2 separate regions of the Ovis aries genome follow, and region 2 is linked to region 1. A link is a contact called in public Hi-C data. All regions are on one chromosome and are shown on one strand. Each heading gives the region's core, a stretch centred on a gene start, on an enhancer-like site or on the middle of the called end of the contact. The rest is flanking DNA. Distances are from core to core; before and after follow the strand shown. Region 1 has its middle 35 kb from the start of SH3PXD2B. Region 2 has its middle 53 kb from the start of NEURL1B.

Region 1 (4,289 bases), core at 761-3,260:
TTCTGAGAGAGACGGGAATACCAGACCACCTGACCTGCCTCCTGAGAGATCTGTATGCAGGTCAGGAAGCAACAGTGAGAACTAGACATGGAACAACAGACTGGTTCCAAATAGGAAAAGGAGTGCGTCAAGGCTGTATATTGTCACCCTGCTTATTTAACTTCTATGCAGAGTACATCATGAGAAACGCTGGGCTGGAAGAAGCACAAGCTGGAATCAAGATTGCCGGGAGAAATATCAATAACCTCAGATATGCAGATGATACCACCCTTATGGCAGAAAGTGAAGAGGAGCTAAAAGCCTCTTGATGAAAGTGAAAGAGGAGAGCGAAAAAGTTGGCTTAAAGCTCAACATTCAGAAAACGAAGATCATGGCATCCAGTGCCATCACTTCATAGATGGGGAAACAGTGGAAACAGTGTCAGACTTTGTTTTTCAGGGCTCCAAAATCACTGCAGATGGTGACTGCAGCCATGAAATTAAAAGATGCTTACTCCTTGGAAGGAAAGTTATGACCAACCTAGATAGTATATTCAAGAGCAGAGACATTACTTTGCCAACTAAGGTCTATCTAGTCAAGGCTACAGTTTTTCCTGTGGTCATGTATGGATGTGAGAGTTGGACTGTGAAGAAGGCTGAGTGCTGAAGAATTGATGCTTTTGAACTGTGGTGTTGGAGAAGACTCTTGAGAGTCCCTTGGACTGCAAGGAGATCCAGCCAGTCCATTCTGAAGGAGATCAGCCCTGAGATTTCTTTGGAAGGAATGATGCTGAAGCTGAAACTCCAATACTTTGGCCACCTCATGCGAAGAGTTGACTCATTGGAAAAGACTCTGATGCTGGGAGGGATTGGGGGCAGGAGGAGAAGGGGACGACCGAGGATGAGATGGCTGGATGGCATCACGGACTCAATGGGTGTGAGTCTGAGTGAACTCCGGGAGTTGGTGATGGACAGGGAGGCCTGGCGTGCTGCGATTCATGGGGTCGCAAAGAGTCAGACACGACTTATCAACTGAACTGACTGAACTGACTGACTGATAACAACACTGAAGAAGAGGAAAGAGAGCTCTCTTTTATAGTAGAGTACCAATGAATACAGTTAGAAGGGATGAAAGAGTATAAAATCACCATTTGGTAAGCAATAATTGGTTGCAGGCGAAGATTGTGAGTGAAGGCTAAAGCTGGTAGGTGAAAGTTTGTTGGACAGAACTGTTGCATGGTCTTGCAGAGCTGTCCTATGCTTTACTCATCAGTTACAAGAGGACCAGGGTACAATGAAGCAATCTTGTGGATATTCATCAAGCATGGTGAGCTTTCCCTGTTCAGAAGGATGAGTGCTCATCTGAGAAGTTCACAGTAGGCATACACAGGCTCTGCCTCTGGACTACCTGGGTCAAGGCCCAGCTTAACTCTGGGCAATCCTGGGTACTTATCCTTTCCGGGCTTCATTTATAAACTGGAAATACCAGTAGCACTTACTTCCCAGAGTTATTGTGAAGGTGAACAGAGCTGGCTTGGAGAATGCCCCTAGAACAGAGCACAGTGGACTCGTAGCAAGCACTTGGAAAGTGTTGGCAGCTCTTATCACAAAGGAGCCACGCCGTCCAGGGCGCAGACGATGCTCAACCAATGCTGTTTGCATCCCTTCCTCTCTCCTCCCCATCTGGCAAATAGAGCCTGGGCGTTGGGACGCTTTGGCCTGGGTTTGACCCTGGTTCTCCTATTGAACAACTGAGTGACCTTGGCCAGAGCAGCAAACCGCTTGAAGTCTCAGTGTTTTCTTCTGTGTAATGGGCACTGCAAGGATTGTTGTGAGGATTAAATGAGAAGGCTCACGGAAAGAGCCCGGCACACAGCAGGTGCTTATTGAAAGGTCAATGTTACCGGCTACTTTGTCAGCTTGGGGCTGTTGGGACTCTTGGCTCTGTAATCAAGAGTCCTGTCTTCCTGTCTCCCGCCAGGTGGGGGCAGTCACTGCCTTCTTATTCCCCGCGTGCTCATAGAAGACTTTTCCAGCAGCCAGCTCACTCGCCACCAGAGGGCTTTGTCGCCTCTTTTAAAAGCATTCTTGGGTGGACAGAGTCCTGGATGACAGACAAACCCATCAGATTCTAATTTGGTTCTCAGTTGATTGTGTCTTCATCTGAAACGAGCGGCCAGACAGCCCCCCACTCTGAGCTCGCTCTGGCTGGGACTGCCACGCCCACTCCAGGTGCCCTGACGCGGACCCAGTTTTGTAGAGAGATGCTGCCCAGGTACACAGGTGAGGCCCGCTCTATCCTCCACGTGAGAGGGCAGTGCCAAGCTTGAAAATGCTAGAGCTGCTTCGCCAAAGATGCGCACTCCCCCATTCATCTGCCTTCCACTCTGAGCCCCCACAGATGCTGAAGGTGCAGGGGCTGACTCAGCTGCAGCCTGAGTGAGTCAGTTTTCACAACTCACAACTCATGGTGGCTTCACACAGGGGACTGGATCCATGCTCACTGTGACTATGCCAGTCTTGCTTCTGTAAGAGCAAGGAGGCAGGGATGGAGAGGAAATGTTCTCCAGTGAGTCCTGCCTGCCCCACAGTGTGCTAAGGGCCCTGCAAGGGTCAGACGGAGAGAGTGACTTGCGCAGTGTCACACGGCTCGGAGTGGGCAAGCTGGATCTGAACTCCAGTTGTCGGGCTAAAGAACCATGATACGTTCCCCATTTTCCATCCAGCCCCAAACCAGCGGCCTTTGTGGAGAGTCAGTGCTGTGCCCAGACCTGCGTGGGTGTCTCTGGGAGATACAGGGAGAATGATCAGCCTGTTGGCGAGATAAGACCCATTTATTGCCGTTGTTATTTATTATTGTGTATGCGTTAGCTGCTCAGTCACGTCCGACTCTTTGCAACCCCAAGGACTGTAGCCTGTCAGACTCCTCTGTCCATGGGGTTCTCCAGGCAAGAATATTGGAGGGGTTGCCATTTCCTTTTCCAGGGGATCTTCTGGATCAAACCCACATCTCCTGCATTGCAGGCGGTTTCTATGCCTCTTGAGCTACCAGGGAAGCCCTTGCATATTACTACCCTTTGAAATCCCAGAGGAAGAGGGACAGAACCAGGCTGGAGGAGAAGGAGCAGGATTTCTTTCGATGATTGAGAGGAAATGTTTTCCTGCAACTTATACTTCAGTCTGGACTTCTTAAAACTGTTCTTTTTCACTAGTTTGGCTAAATATATCTTTCTATGAACATTTGCACAGATTTTTGTCTTGTCACTTTTTTCCCCCCGAGTGACTGGTGTCACGGGCAGAGTTTGCTTCTGGAATCATGCTGACCTGGTTTTGAATTCTGACTCTGGCTAAATGAGCGGTGTGACCTTGGACAAGTTACTGAACCTATCTGTGTTTCATCGTCTTCATCTGTGAAATGGAAATTAGAGTATGTTTCTCATGAGGTTCTTTGGAGAGCTTGAAAGTATACTTTCCATTACGAAACACTTCAAACACAAGTAAGAAACACAGAAAAGACAGTTTACAGTCCCAGGTGCTCACCTTGTAGCTACAACAGTGTTGACGTTCAAGACACGTTTGTTTCACTACTCCTTTCGTCCATGTTGCCCCCATCCCAGTGGATCATTTTGAAGCAAATTCTTATCATTATGGCATTTTATTTGTAAATATTGTGATACATGTCTCGCTTTTAAAACATAGCTTTAGAGAGGTTTCATGGAGCTTATTCTTTGTAACCAGGATTTTTAATAAAATTTACAGGATCTGATGAGAGCTCTCATGTCCTGCCATTAGAGTTTTCCAAGAATAATTGCAATCACATGCTCTTGCTTATTGACTGTTGGCTCATTTGACTGCAGACACAAGCAGCCATTAGACTACTGAGTTATAATCCAGCTACAGTTATATACCTGATGACCGTTTTTGGGGGGCAGTGCTATCTACCGAGCTATGTTTTTACAACCCTTTAAGGTGAGAATGACTATCTTCATCTGTAGGCAAGGAAAAAGAGACACAGAGAGGTTAAGGCGTCTCCTGGGTCACACAGCAGTGAGTGGTTGAGGTGGAGTTTGAAACCAAAGCCTGTTTGACTCCAGAGTCCGTATCCTGTCCTCTGTCCTGGGCTGTGATCTGTGGAATTTCAATTGGCTCCTCTGTTGAGACTGTAGATTCTTCAGGGTAAGGGCTCTACCTCACATGGCTATTTCCATGGTCCCCAGAAGTCTGATGATTTGACTAATACAAAGTCCAGAGCAATCTCTGAAAATTGGTGTGTAAAAGCCAATCTTATCATCATCACCATCAGTTTGAACA
Region 2 (4,289 bases), core at 622-3,121, 210 kb after region 1:
CAGGCAGGCTCTCCCTTTGTGGTAGCAAAGAAATCCTCCAGGAGCTCCTAGCTCATACCATGCCAGCTTAGTAACTCTTTCGAAAAGTTTCAGGAAAATTTCAGGGCTGTCTGTATTTCCATTGACCACTTCAGTGAAAAGCTTAATCCCCTGAACCAATCTCTGTCACATACCCACACCTGATACAAAACTAGGTATGACATGGCCTTTTCCCTCAAGAATCAACCAACCTGGAAAGGGAAGGAAGCCCCCAAACCAGACATGTTCAGAGCAGTGGAGTTCTGAGGCTCCTGGATCAAATCCAATAACAAAGGCTCTGGACCATTTGGTGATAATTACATTAAGCATCCCTCTTTTTCCTGGAAGTTCAAGCTGAACCATGCACCCAGTCACATCATATTCTTGTCTAATGCTTCAGCAGGCAAAGCCCACGCCCTGACCCTGAGCATCCCTGATGCAGCTGGCCTCAGAGGAGTTTTGCCACAGTGTATACATGGAGATTTCTCTTTCCCTCGTTCCCTGGGTTCCTGCATGACAACAATCAATGATAATAGCAAATCATTTAATGACCACTTACTATGTGGTAGGGCTTCCCAGGTGGTGTTAGTGGTAAAAGAACCTGCCTCCCAATGCAGGAGACAGCGGTTCAATCCCTGCATTGGGAAGATACCCTGGAGAAGGAAATGGCAACCCACTCCGGTATTCCTGGGAAAACCCATGGACAGAGGAGCCTGGTGGGCTACAGCCCATGGGGTCGTCAAAGAGTCGGATACAACTTAGCGACTAAAACAAATGGAGAAAAAACCAGGATTCAGACAGCTTAAGGAACTTTTTCCCACGGTCTATGGCCTCTCAAAAACAAAATAATTCCTTCTCTTTCTTTTAGTAATGATTTCCCAGAATCTGAATTTAGTGATTTTTCAAGGGCAAGTGGGCCTGAAACATATGCACCTGTGTTTTCATTGACCTACAAACAGCCATTCAGGGAAGTATTATGGTCCCATTTTACAGACAAGGAAAGAGAGGCTCAGAGAGTACAATGCCCTGCCTGAATCACACAACTTGTGAGCTGTGGAGCCCAGGATATGAATCAAGTCTGGTTCCTTCCATGGCATCACAGCTTGTCTGTGAGTAAATTATGTGTGGGGTGGGGAGGGGGGTGCGGAGGAAGAGAAGAAGGGGAAAGAGAAGAGAGAGCAGGAAAAGTGAGAGAGGAGGGGGCGGAAGAGAAGCAGAGGGGAGGGAACCAGACTCAGCACCTAGAAGGGGAAGGAGCGAGAAAAGCTGTGTCAGGCTGGGTCCTCAGCTTACATAATGCCCACTAGTCCAACTCCGGGGACAGGAAATCTTTGCCTCTCCCTTCAGGCTCAAGTCTCCTGGCTCTTGGAAGCTGATCTTGGCTCCCACACAGAGATGTGGAAAACATCAACTTTCCAGGCATCCAGCTATGGGAACCAAGCCCCAATCTTGGCTGTTAAATGCACCCAGGAGAAGCTTCCAGAAGCCCCTGGGGCAGCTGCAAAAGAGTGCTCTGAGCAGGCTGGCCCCAATTCCTCAGCCCCTGCCCCTCCTGGCTATGACTTGCCCAGGTCTAAACCTTTCTCTCTGAATTCAGAGCCTCAGACTCCCCTCTCGCCTCTCTCCCATGCTAGGGAAAGACTTCAGCCATCCTTTGAGGAGTCTGGGGGAACTACTCAGGAGTCAGCCAGACAGGCCGGAGGTCATGGCCACACTCAGAACAACAAGCTGGGGCACTTCGGTCTCCCCAAGATGCCTCTAGGGAATGCCGTTCATCTGGAAGTCTGTGTGGATGAGATTAGGAGGCGCCTTCTCTGCGCCTCACTTCACGGCCTCTAGGTGGGGCTGTAGAGCACTCACTCCCCAGGTCCTGACCGAGCTGGTGTGAAAGCGTTAGCGGCTCTGTTGTGTCCGACTCTTTGTGACCCCATGGACTGTAGCCCGCCAGGCTCCTCTGTCCATGGGATTTCCCGGGCAAGAATACTGGAGTGGGTAGCCATTCCCTTCTCCAGGGGATCTTCCCGACCCAGGGATCAAACCCGGGTCTCCTGCGATGCAGCCAGATTCTTTACCATCTGAGCCACCAGGGAAGCCCTTTGAGGGGGCTACACCCTGGCTTCTCGGTTCCCAGCAGGTGGATCCACTGTGATGAAGTCTAGCACGAGGTGGGGGTCAGGGGATGAGAACGCGGGCTTGGGAGACAGACAGGCCTGAAGGTCCTGCCCCGCCTCTGCGGTGGAGCGAGTTACGGGCCCTCTCTGAGCCTCCACATCCTTGAGGGAAGGGTGTCAGCCCCCGTGGATGATCAGGACGCTCTGTGTCAGGAAGTGGCTGGCACGTCGGCGGCACCCAGTGTGGCGGCCACTGTCCCTACCGGGACTGTAGGCCCACCACGCCACTCCCCTCTCCCTGTCCCAGCCTAGCCAGGGGCCACCTCTGGCCGCTGCAGCCCCTTGGACCTCCCTCTGGGCCTGCCCTCCCTCAAGGAGTGCGCTCAGGACACTGCTGGCAGCCCCTGCTGGTGGCCAGCCCAGGGCTCCCAAACAGCAGAAAGTTGATTTCAACGTCTCCCTCCCGCAGCATGCGATTTCTGGCAGTAGCCCACCTCCCACCCACAAGGAATGAAAGTGAGGGGCCATCAGGTGGCGGGGGCCCCCAGGCCTCTGAGCTGGCCCCAGCCCCTCACCCCAGGCTTGTTTTGGCTCCCTGTCAAGAATGCTGGCCCAGGCCTGGGAGGCTGACTGACCTCAGACTCCAGAGGGAAAGTCACACTTTCGTTCAATTCCCGGGAGCAACCCTGCATTCCAGGAAGGGCGTGGGAAGGGCCAGGCCTCCCCCACTGACTGAGCTGAGTGGGGAGCTGACCGCCCCCAGGCCATCAAATCGGCACTGGCCTGCATCCCCTCTGGCATCCCCTAAGGGGGACCTGCCCCACCGTGGAGCCATGGAGACGGGGTTCCGAGAGGGGATGCCCAGTGCCACCACAGGGCAGGAATGCAGGGAGGTGCCGGGGAGATGCTCTAGCAGTCCCCATCTACCCTCAGCTCCTGGCGGTAGCTGATTCGCCACCCCCTTTGCTACGGTCATCCCCACCTCCAGAAGAAAAGAAATCTTCTCTACAACTGTGAACAATCCAGGTCTCCCTCGAGCCTCTGTCCCCCAACAGGTGGTCCCAAGGCTGTCTGGAGCCAACTGCAGAGCCATCTCTTCCAGCCCAGCCTTGCTGTCAGCCCTACTCCCTACCCCCAGGGTTGTTCTCAGAGGCGCCAGTGCTGGGGGAGGCTTCCCTGGGGAGGTCACCCAAGAGCTGGGCCCTGGAGGATGGACAGCTGTTGGCAAGCAGAGAGGATCGGGCTGAGCAAGTGGGGTCAGCAACAGAGTGGTATGAGCACAGAGGCTGCGGGCAGCTGTTTAAGGAGCTGTCCACGGCGGGGCAGAGGTCCCCAGAGACATTTTCCTTCTGCTCCAACCAGCCTCTCTTTCTCCAAGAGGTTCCCACGACTCCCCTACCCGGAGGCTCCTGGACAGACTGAAGACAGGGCTCCAGGAGGGACAGACAGAAGGGTGGGCCGAGGGCAAGAGAGTAGCCCTTGGAGGGTGGCCTTGTGATGCTGGGTGGGGGCGCCCTCTCCTGGGATCACCTTTCCCCATTCCCATCGTTAGGCAGTGACCCTGGAAGTCCCACGCTCTAGAGAAGGGGGTTTTCTTGGCTCCTCCTTGAGAGGGAGCAGAGGTTTCTTTCTAGAAGATGGAGTACTGTTGCCCTCTAGTGGCTTTGGCACAAGGTGGCAAAAATCAAAGTCAAGGTCCACGTGCTGGGTGGGCTCTACTGCCCCCGACCCCATCCCCAGCAGTGTTCGGATGTCCCCAGGTGACCCGGGAATCCAGGCTTCTGCAAATGGCATGGCGGATCTGCGTAAGCTTGAGGAGGCATGTTAGGGTGACTGAGGTTCCATTTGAGTCTGGGGTCGGGCTAGAACTGAGGTGGCGGACACAGTGGCAGTGGACTCAGGCTGGGGCCAGGACGGGATCCTTCCCAGATCCCACCTCTGGTCCCCACCTCGGGCCACTGGTCTGATTGGCTCCGCTTAACCTACACGCAACCCTGTGTCAGGCACAATAAAGGAAGGCAAGGAAGACAACAAAGAAAAACCCTCAAGTCCTTATGCTAAGTGAGATAAGCCAGTCAGGAAGTCTGATGTAGGTTTGTGACAAGCTATGAGCCAGTAAACGCAACCATTTTTGGGTGGAAGTGGAGAAATCCCAGCACG

Evidence for each region. A called contact is a pair of places that touch in the nucleus more often than the background predicts.
Region 2: a contact with region 1 is called in a Hi-C map of hypothalamus, with 9 times the contacts expected there. The contact joins two enhancer-like sites. A contact is called at or near these places in 9 of 16 Hi-C or Micro-C datasets (blood, hypothalamus, liver and 5 more).

What each region holds. Positions count from the first base shown.
Region 1 is chr16:4,416,196-4,420,484 of ARS-UI_Ramb_v3.0, forward strand. No RefSeq gene overlaps it. Among named protein-coding and RNA genes, the nearest start is that of SH3PXD2B, 35 kb to the left of the region's middle. Within about 2 kb of position 2,011, at least 7 of the 54 cell types and tissues checked have an H3K27ac peak or open chromatin away from gene starts, as enhancers often do.
Region 2 is chr16:4,628,525-4,632,813 of ARS-UI_Ramb_v3.0, forward strand. No RefSeq gene overlaps it. Among named protein-coding and RNA genes, the nearest start is that of NEURL1B, 53 kb to the left of the region's middle. Within about 2 kb of position 1,872, at least 8 of the 54 cell types and tissues checked have an H3K27ac peak or open chromatin away from gene starts, as enhancers often do.